2 separate regions of the Mus musculus genome follow, and region 2 is linked to region 1. Evidence: chromatin contacts called from public Hi-C data. All regions are on one chromosome and are shown on one strand. The core of a region is the stretch at or near the end of the contact, and the rest is flanking DNA. Distances in the headings are between cores, read along the strand shown.

Evidence for each region. A called contact is a pair of places that touch in the nucleus more often than the background predicts.
Region 2: a Hi-C map of B cells shows a contact between it and region 1, with 5 read pairs. The contact joins the enhancer-like site here to the promoter of Rnf2 in region 1. A contact is called at or near these places in 3 of 39 promoter capture datasets (the HPC-7 cell line and pre-B cells), 2 of 484 Hi-C or Micro-C datasets (B cells and granulocyte-monocyte progenitors) and 1 of 115 datasets of contacts at active chromatin or transcription factors (the SCID.adh cell line).

Annotation. Positions count from the first base shown.
Region 1 is chr1:151,498,529-151,502,820 of GRCm38.p6, reverse strand. It overlaps Rnf2 (ring finger protein 2), which reads left to right and starts at 1,830. Exons shown (of 7, transcript NM_011277.3): 1 at 1,830-2,102.
Region 2 is chr1:151,800,762-151,805,053 of GRCm38.p6, reverse strand. Edem3 (ER degradation enhancer, mannosidase alpha-like 3) reads right to left here. Exons shown (of 20, transcript NM_001039644.2): 14 at 611-776; 15 at 235-389. Among named protein-coding and RNA genes, the nearest start is that of Edem3, 48 kb to the right of the region's middle. Within about 2 kb of position 2,038, at least 11 of the 459 cell types and tissues checked have an H3K27ac peak or open chromatin away from gene starts, as enhancers often do. A contact at or near this core is called in B cells, where this site is marked.

The DNA of each region.
Region 1 (4,292 bases), core at 581-3,080:
TAGCCCTGGTTGTTCTGGAACTCACTCTGTAGACCAGGCTGTCCTTGAACTCACAGAGATCCATCTGTCTATGCCTCCTGAGTGCTTGGATTAAAGGTGTGGGCCACCGCAGACTGGTCTCATGCCAGTGAAGAGGTAAAATAGATGAAGTCACACTGATTTGTTAGAAGTATCTTTGTACTAAAGGATTTTTAGCCCAAAGTCTAACTTTTTAAATAATTTTTAATCTAAATATCCCATACGTTTTCTTCTTTAAAGACAATCCTACTGTGACCCTTTAAATAGGATATTAGATTTACCTGTATCTTCTGTGCTCCCTATAAATGACGGCCTTCCTTAACACTGATTGACTGGCTTCAAGCAGTTACACATCACGATTTCCAGAAGCGTTTGAACTAGAGCAAAGAGTTCTCAATTATGAACATTCCGCTTTGATGGAAGGTCAGTGTTTCTGCTCCAGACTACCCGTCTCCAGAGGATGGAGGAACACAACACTCGGGGTTATTTTGGCTTTGATTCACATCCCGGGAAAAGTTTAACCTTGGGCTTTTTAAATTGCTAGAGTGGACAGTAAGTGTGAGCACCAATCCTGGTTGGTCACATCTGGGATTAACAAAACACCAAACAACTGAGCACACTCGTGAATGTTTTCTTGATTGGATCATTCAAGCCTTGAAGTCCCATCTGAACTCTTTGCCACACCTTCTGTGGTAGCATACAAAAAAGGAAGGGGTGAGTAGAAAGCTTTCGCCAGCAAGATCTGATGCTGAGACATTACTTTACTGATATTAAAAAACACTTCTTTGGATTCCAACATAGGCCAACGACCCGCTGACACAGCCAGCACCAAGGGCTTAAAACTACTAGGTTCTTCACCTTGTAGTTTGGAGACAGTACTGTTGGCTTAGACCACAGCCTGTAAGCCACTCTAATACCCACCCCACCTCTCTCTATATTGCATATACTTAATATCCCCCCTCTCTATATGCTGAATATATTTAATATATATGCATTCTATTAGTTGTTTCTATAGAAAACCCCGAATAATACAATAAGTAAGAAAATTTTAAGCCACAGAAAAGGAATTCCATAATAACGTTACTGGAAGCTATAAGCCACCTCGCCCAATTTCAGTGCAGTGCAAATTAAGTGCCTTCCCATTTATCATCTGCTATTCTTGATTATCCTTTCAAGAGACCATGACCAATGAAACATTTTGAAGTTAGGGAACTTTTTTTCCTACGTGTTACTTAAAAGTTAAATGCAGGAATTACCGAGTGACAACTTGCAGGCTATTTTTTTGGGTAGTGGTGGTGGTAATGACAACTATCTATGGCTACTTATATTTTCAAATTCAGAACACTGAAAGCGTCAAGGAGGTCGATATAAAGAGTAGCAAGGAGATCATTAGGGACGTACTAACAAGCGCCTATTTCCAGAGTTGAAGGTCACTTTCCTTAGATCTTGCTGGCTTTGTATGCCTTAGAGATCCAAAGTCCGGAAAGTTCTGCAGCAGAAACCCTGAGGATTTACTTGGGCTGGGATGACTACGAGGACGAGGACGAAGTCAGGGGCTGGAAGCCCAAATCGAAACCTCAGCAGCGGGAGGGAAGGCGCAACCTGTGGGCTCAGACAGGCCCAGAAAGGCTCCAGGACGGGGGAAACAGACAGAAAGAAGACGCCCAAGTCAGCAGGCGTTGGCTGGGGGCTGCGCCGGCGCTGGGGGCGTCTGGCGAGCTGTAGCCACGGGCGGGGGCGGAGCCAGGGCCAGGGTGTGGGCGTGGCCCGGCGGTCCGGGCCTGCACTAGGCACGCCCCTTCCCCTACGCCAGGGGCCTCCCCGCGCGGTGCGCGTCCGCGTCCCGCGCCTCCGCCTCCTCGCTCGCTCGCTCGCTCGCTCGCTCCTTCCCGCCCTCCCCGCAGCTCCGGCCGAGCCGGCTCCCCCCTCCCCAGTCTCTCATGAATATTGAGCGGCCCCTGTTGTATTTCCCGAGCTCCATTGCGGAAGCCGAGACTCGCCATATTGTGCGGCGGCGCCGGCGGTTGATTCTCGAGTCTCGCTCCGGCCACTGCCAGCGCACCCCCGGGCTGGGGCAGGAGCCGGTGAGCTAGGCAGGGAGGGGGATGGCGACGTCTGCGAGGGCGGCGGGCTGGGGCAGGGGCACCCGGAACGGGCCGCGGCCCGAGCGGCGGCGGGGCTGGGGGTGTGTGTGTGTGTGTGTGTCCGCGGCCGCGAGGGGCCGTGAGGCGATGGCGCCGCCGCCCCCGGCCGTTCGCTCCGCCGCTCGCGGCCCGCCCGGGAGGGCTCATTGTTCGCGGCCCGTGAGCACCGGGCTGGCGAAGCGTCCGGAGCCCTTCGGGGAAGCGCACCCGCGCGGCCCTGGGCTTACGGCGGCCGGGGCCTCGAGGGCGGCACCGGAGCGCTGGGAGAACTTAGCCCTGGGCTTGCTCGCGGGGCCCGGAGGTCGGCGCCGTGGGGGCGGGGAGGGGCGCTCCGGGCCGACAGCTCTCCTTTGGGACCTGGCACCGGGGTGGGCTCGGGATCCCCTCTCGGCCCCACATTCCTGGAGAGCCGCCGCCTGCCCCGGAGTATCTGTTGCCGCCTCCGCGAGCCACGGGCTCACCCTGGAGGCGGTGTTGGGGGAGGGGGCGACTCCGTGGGTTCGAGCTGCTTCGCGTTTTGACCCCGGGCTGTGTTTGCCGAAATCCTTGGTCCACTCCCTCTGCCTGTCGGCTCCCGAGTCCCGGCCCTTGTTAGAATCGTTTCCTCGCTTCAGAAGTCGCCTTCATACTCGCAGAGATATTGTTGTTGGTTTAAAAAAAAAAAAAAAAAAAAAGGTCGGTCTTGGAAACTTTGAGGTTCCTTTCTTTGCTTTTGCCCACCGGAACAGATTACCGATTCATGTCCCCGAAGCCCCGTTGGGTGTCTTTTTAAAGAAGCTGTCGGAAGTTTGTATGCCTTGTGACTTGTTGTGGAAATGTCAGACTTTCTACACGGTGTGTGAAAAAGCTTAGCTAGGCTTTTAAGTATTTGGTATGCGGTTATTTCTTTTGAAATAAAAAAAAAGGAAGGCATAGTGTCAAGTAATTTAAGCCATATTTTAATTAAAAGTACCATAAGTCATTTGCATTCAATTATTTTTTGATAGTTTCGAGATAATCAACTGGAGTACTTAGTGGAATTGGTATCTAATTATTTGTAATTGTTGAATATTTTAATAAAGCAAATGTCGGGTTTTGAGATTTATTTTATTTTTATTTATTTACTTTTGCAAGCGACCCATTCAGTATTTTGAGATTTATTTTATTTTTATTTATTTACTTTTGCCAGCGACCCATTCAGTATTGTCCAGGCAAGCTGGCCTCATACTCGATACTGAGTTTAAGGCAATCCTCCTGTCTCAGCTTCCCTGGTGACAAGATTATAGACATTCAACACAGCTGTCTTACATTTTGTGTCTTAAGTTGAACTTTTAACCTCTGATTTATAAAGAACTTAAACGGCAACAATATTACTCCTGGATATACCTCTTTGCCCTCTAAAATCTCTACTTGCTACAATCAACAGGTATCCTTTTTTAAAGACTTGATGGTAACATCTAATCTATTTAGTAAAATAACTGATAAATATATAACACTCCAGTTGTTAGGTATCACACCAAATATGGGTTTTTACTTTCTCCAAGTTTACTTATTTCTCTAAATCCCTCGTGTGGAAGGGACAGGGCAGTAGTTCAGATGAAGACTAAGTTGTAGACTTTAGACACATAGCTGACTTAGCTTTAGGAGTAGAGACAGGCCATCCTGGGCTACACAAAGAGCAGAGTGGGCTATGAGACTGTCTCACAAGCACAGACAAGGCAAAATCCAAGCCTCTAAAAGGAGACTTTATGATAGCCTTTATATTTGAAAAATAAGATAATGGTCCTCTAATGTGCTGCACAGAAAGCTTTCAGTTAGAACAAATAGTGTAACAGACACTACAGACATACAAAATACTGGAACTTTAGTGGGCTTTGTTATTTATTTAGTTTTGTTTTCTCTGTGGCTCATTTAAGACAGTGCCCAGGTAGAGTACACAGAAATGTAGACTTAAGTCATGTTTGGAATTTCATTAGTCTATTACTGATCTTAGGTTTTTGATGTCAGGACTGCCCAACCTCCTGCCTTGGCCACATAGGTTCCAGGATAGCTAAGAATGGCAACCCAGCAGCATGTCTGTAGATGACAGTGTCTTGTCACAGTGTCAGCTGGATGTGGTGGCACCTGACTTTAATTCCAGCACTTGAGAGG
Region 2 (4,292 bases), core at 789-3,288, 300 kb before region 1:
AATTTAAAAACTGTTCTGTACTATCTACTATTAGACAAAATATGAAAAAATTCACATAAATTTTATTCAATAAAAACTACATATCTCAGTATCTCTGGTCGAAGTGAAAAGTCTTTTCAACTGTTGCTATAGCTCCTTAAGCATAGTGATTATTATGAATTAGCTATATTATTCAGTGTAGTGGTGTTTATCCTACAGTAACGATGGCATTAGACATAAAAGGGTACGTCTTACACTCTGATGATGCCTCTCGGACAGCTCTTATCCACCACGTTTTTCAAGGGTTCACGGATGCTCTGAGCATACAATGGATCATTAGGAAAAAGAATCTGAGTGTTTGGACAAGTCCAATCAAAATTACTATCATCCAGTTCTGTGTATTCTGAGGTCTAGAACATAAAAAAAAAAAAGTAACTAATAATAACAGTGATACTTAATATTAGGATAAAAAGGAAACAAGAGTGATGTCCTAAAAGAAAATGAGACAATATTGTAAGTAACCCCTCCTACCAAGCATATTAACTGAGTTCTAATTATGGGTTACTTCTTACTTAGAAAAAAACAAATTATAAAAGTGAAAGGTGATGAAGGCATTTAATTTAAAACTCACTGTGTTCTTCTTTGAGATGCTTCGGTTTGTGGTGGAAAGCCAAAGCGGTAACAGATGAGCTTCTGTTGTAAAGATATAGTCTTCTATGTCAAAAATGATGTCCTCTTTATCAGCAAATAACAGGTACAGGTATTTAAACATTTCAGCCAAGAAGAATGAATCCATTCTAAATTGAAGTCGCAAATAAATATTTAAAAATCCAAGTATCAGTGATAGATAGTCAATATAACACAAAGTGTTTCAATCCTCCACTGCCGAAGTAACTTGAACCACGATGGCATAAAAGATCAGAGGAGCTGCCTACCACTACTGTTAATTTTATCAAAAATTCACAAAAAGAAACCTGTAAAATATCCCACACAAACACAAAATTCACACCACTCTATTTCTTTGGTTTTTTTTTTTGAGACAGGGAGCTTTGGCTGTCCTGGAACTGGAACTCTCTCTGTAGATCAGGCTGTCCTTGAACTCACAGAGAGCCACTTTCCTCTGCCTCCTTAGTGCTGGGATTAAGCCTAAGCCACAACTGCCTGTCTTGGGTTTTTTTTTTTAATTAATTTATTTATGTTTTGTTTTGTTTAAGTGTAGGTGTGCTATGTCTGCATGCACCCCTATATACCAGAAGAGGGCATAAGATCCCTTTATAGAAAGTCATGTGGTTGCTGGGAATTGAACTCAGGACCTCTGGAAGAACAGCCTGTATTCTTGACCGCTGAGACATCTCACCAGCCCCAACACTACTCATTCAACAGGTTTTCTACTATGGAGTAAGTAAACTTCCAGATGAAGGTACTAATGAGACCCATACAAGAATCTTATAAGTCAGGTTAACACATGAACAAGGCACGTCACTTTTGTGGTATTTGTTATGCAGGCATTTAAGTAATGAAAAGACTTTAAAGGCATCACTTATAAAAGGTTCCATAAAGTAAACGCAAAGACCCAGGACTGTAGGCACAGCTTTGTACAATACTTATGTCCCAGAGCAGTAAGCTTTTATCTATTTGTTTACTTTATAGTTGAGGAGAGTAAGAGGGACAGATGGATATGCCTTCACAAATAGTTTAATGTTACAACATTTTAAAGAGAAATTTAAACAAATTTCATGTCAGGAAAAGAGTATATAGGGAGTAGCTGGTATTGCTCCCACAGCAAGGCACCAAGGCTTTGACAGTAACACATGCCTGTGGTGTATTTAACAGGTTGCATCCGATCATACTTCTCCCCAAGCTCAGCTTGTGGCTCATAGAGGCCCTCAGTGATGCTTACTAAATTGAATGCAAATTGAAAGGGCATTGCTAAGGATGATGGAAGTGGTGAAGAACTGGGCTTTAAAGATGAATCTCTTCTGCTAAGGAGGTCACCAGCCATTGGGACATTACCTAAACACTGTGACTGCTGTTTCCTATTCTGCAAAAGGAACAAAACAGCCGACTTACGTGTCAGAGTGAAACCACAGCTCTACTCGTTCCTGTATCTGAACAGCTGTGTGGTGTGTATGGGGACTCAGAGGCTGACAGCTGTGTGGTGTGTATGGGGAGTCAGAGGCTGACATGTATCTGACAGCTGTGTGGTGTATATGGGGAGTCAGAGGCTGACATGTATCTGACAGCTGTGTGGTGTGTATGGGGAGTCAGAGGCTGACATGTATCTGAACAGCTGTGTGGTGTGTATGGGGAGTCAGAGGCTGACATGTATCTGACAGCTGTGTGGTGAGTATGGGGAGTCAGAGGCTGACAGCTGTGTGGTGAGTATGGGGACTCAGAGGCTGACAGCTGTGTGGTGTATATGGGGAGTCAGAGGCTGACATGTATCTGACAGCTGTGTGGTGTATATGGGGAGTCAGAGGCTGACAGCTGTGTGGTGTGTATGGGGAGTCAGAGGCTGACATGTATCTGACAGCTGTGTGGTGTATATGGGGAGTCAGAGGCTGACAGCTGTGTGGTGTGTATGGGGAGTCAGAGGCTGACAGCTGTGTGGTGTATATGGGGAGTCAGAGGCTGACAGCTGTGTGGTGTGTATGGGGAGTCAGAGGCTGACAGCTGTGTGGTGTGTATGGGGAGTCAGAGGCTGACAGCTGTGTGGTGTGTATGGGGAGTCAGAGGCTGACATGTATCTGACAGCTGTGTGGTGAGTATGGGGACTCAGAGGCTGACATGTATCTGACAGCTGTGTGGTGTATATGGGGAGTCAGAGGCTGACATGTATCTGACAGCTGTGTGGTGTATATGGGGAGTCAGAGGCTGACATGTATCTGACAGCTGTGTGGTGTGTATGGGGAGTCAGAGGCTGACAGCTGTGTGGTGAGTATGGGGACTCAGAGGCTGACATGTATCTGACAGCTGTGTGGTGTATATGGGGAGTCAGAGGCTGACATGTATCTGACAGCTGTGTGGTGTGTATGGGGAGTCAGAGGCTGACATGTATCTGACAGCTGTGTGGTGTATATGGGGAGTCAGAGGCTGACAGCTGTGTGGTGTGTATGGGGAGTCAGAGGCTGACATGTATCTGACAGCTGTGTGGTGTATATGGGGAGTCAGAGGCTGACAGCTGTGTGGTGTGTATGGGGAGTCAGAGGCTGACAGCTGTGTGGTGTATATGGGGAGTCAGAGGCTGACAGCTGTGAGGTGTGTATGGGGAGTCAGAGGCTGACAGCTGTGTGGTGTGTATGGGGAGTCAGAGGCTGACAGCTGTGTGGTGTTAATGGGGAGTCAGAGGCTGACATGTATCTGACAGCTGTGTGGTGAGTATGGGGAGTCAGAGGCTGACAGCTGTGTGGTGAGTATGGGGACTCAGAGGCTGACAGCTGTGTGGTGAGTATGGGGACTCAGAGGCTGACATGTATCTGACAGCTGTGTGGTGTATATGGGGAGTCAGAGGCTGACATGTATCTGACAGCTGTGTGGTGTGTATGGGGAGTCAGAGGCTGACATGTATCTGACAGCTGTGTGGTGTATATGGGGAGTCAGAGGCTGACAGCTGTGTGGTGTGTATGGGGAGTCAGAGGCTGACATGTATCTGACAGCTGTGTGGTGTATATGGGGAGTCAGAGGCTGACAGCTGTGTGGTGTGTATGGGGAGTCAGAGGCTGACAGCTGTGTGGTGTATATGGGGAGTCAGAGGCTGACAGCTGTGTGGTGTGTATGGGGAGTCAGAGGCTGACAGCTGTGTGGTGTGTATGGGGAGTCAGAGGCTGACAGCTGTGTGGTGAGTATGGGGAGTCAGAGGCTGACAGCTGTGTGGTGAGTATGGGGACTCAGAGGCTGACAGCTGTGTGGTGAGTATGGGGACTCAGAGGCTGACAGCTGTGTGGTGAGTATGGGGAGTCAGAGGCTGACATGTATCTGACAGCTGTGTGGTGAGTATGGGGACTCAGAGGCTGACAGCTGTGTGGTGAGTATGGGGAGTCAGAGGCTGACAGCTGTGCGGTGAGTATGGGGAGTCAGAGGCTGACATGTATCTGACAGCTGTGTGGTGTGTATGGGGAGTCAGAGGCTGACATGTATCTGACAGCTGTGTGGTGTGTATGGGGAGTCAGAGGCTGACATGTATCTGACAGCTGTGTGGTGTATATGGGGAGTCAGAGGCTGATAGCTGTGTGGTGTATATGGGGAGTCAGAGGCTGGCAGCTGTGTGGTGAGTATGGGGAGTCAGAGGCTGACAGCTATGTGGTGAGTATGGG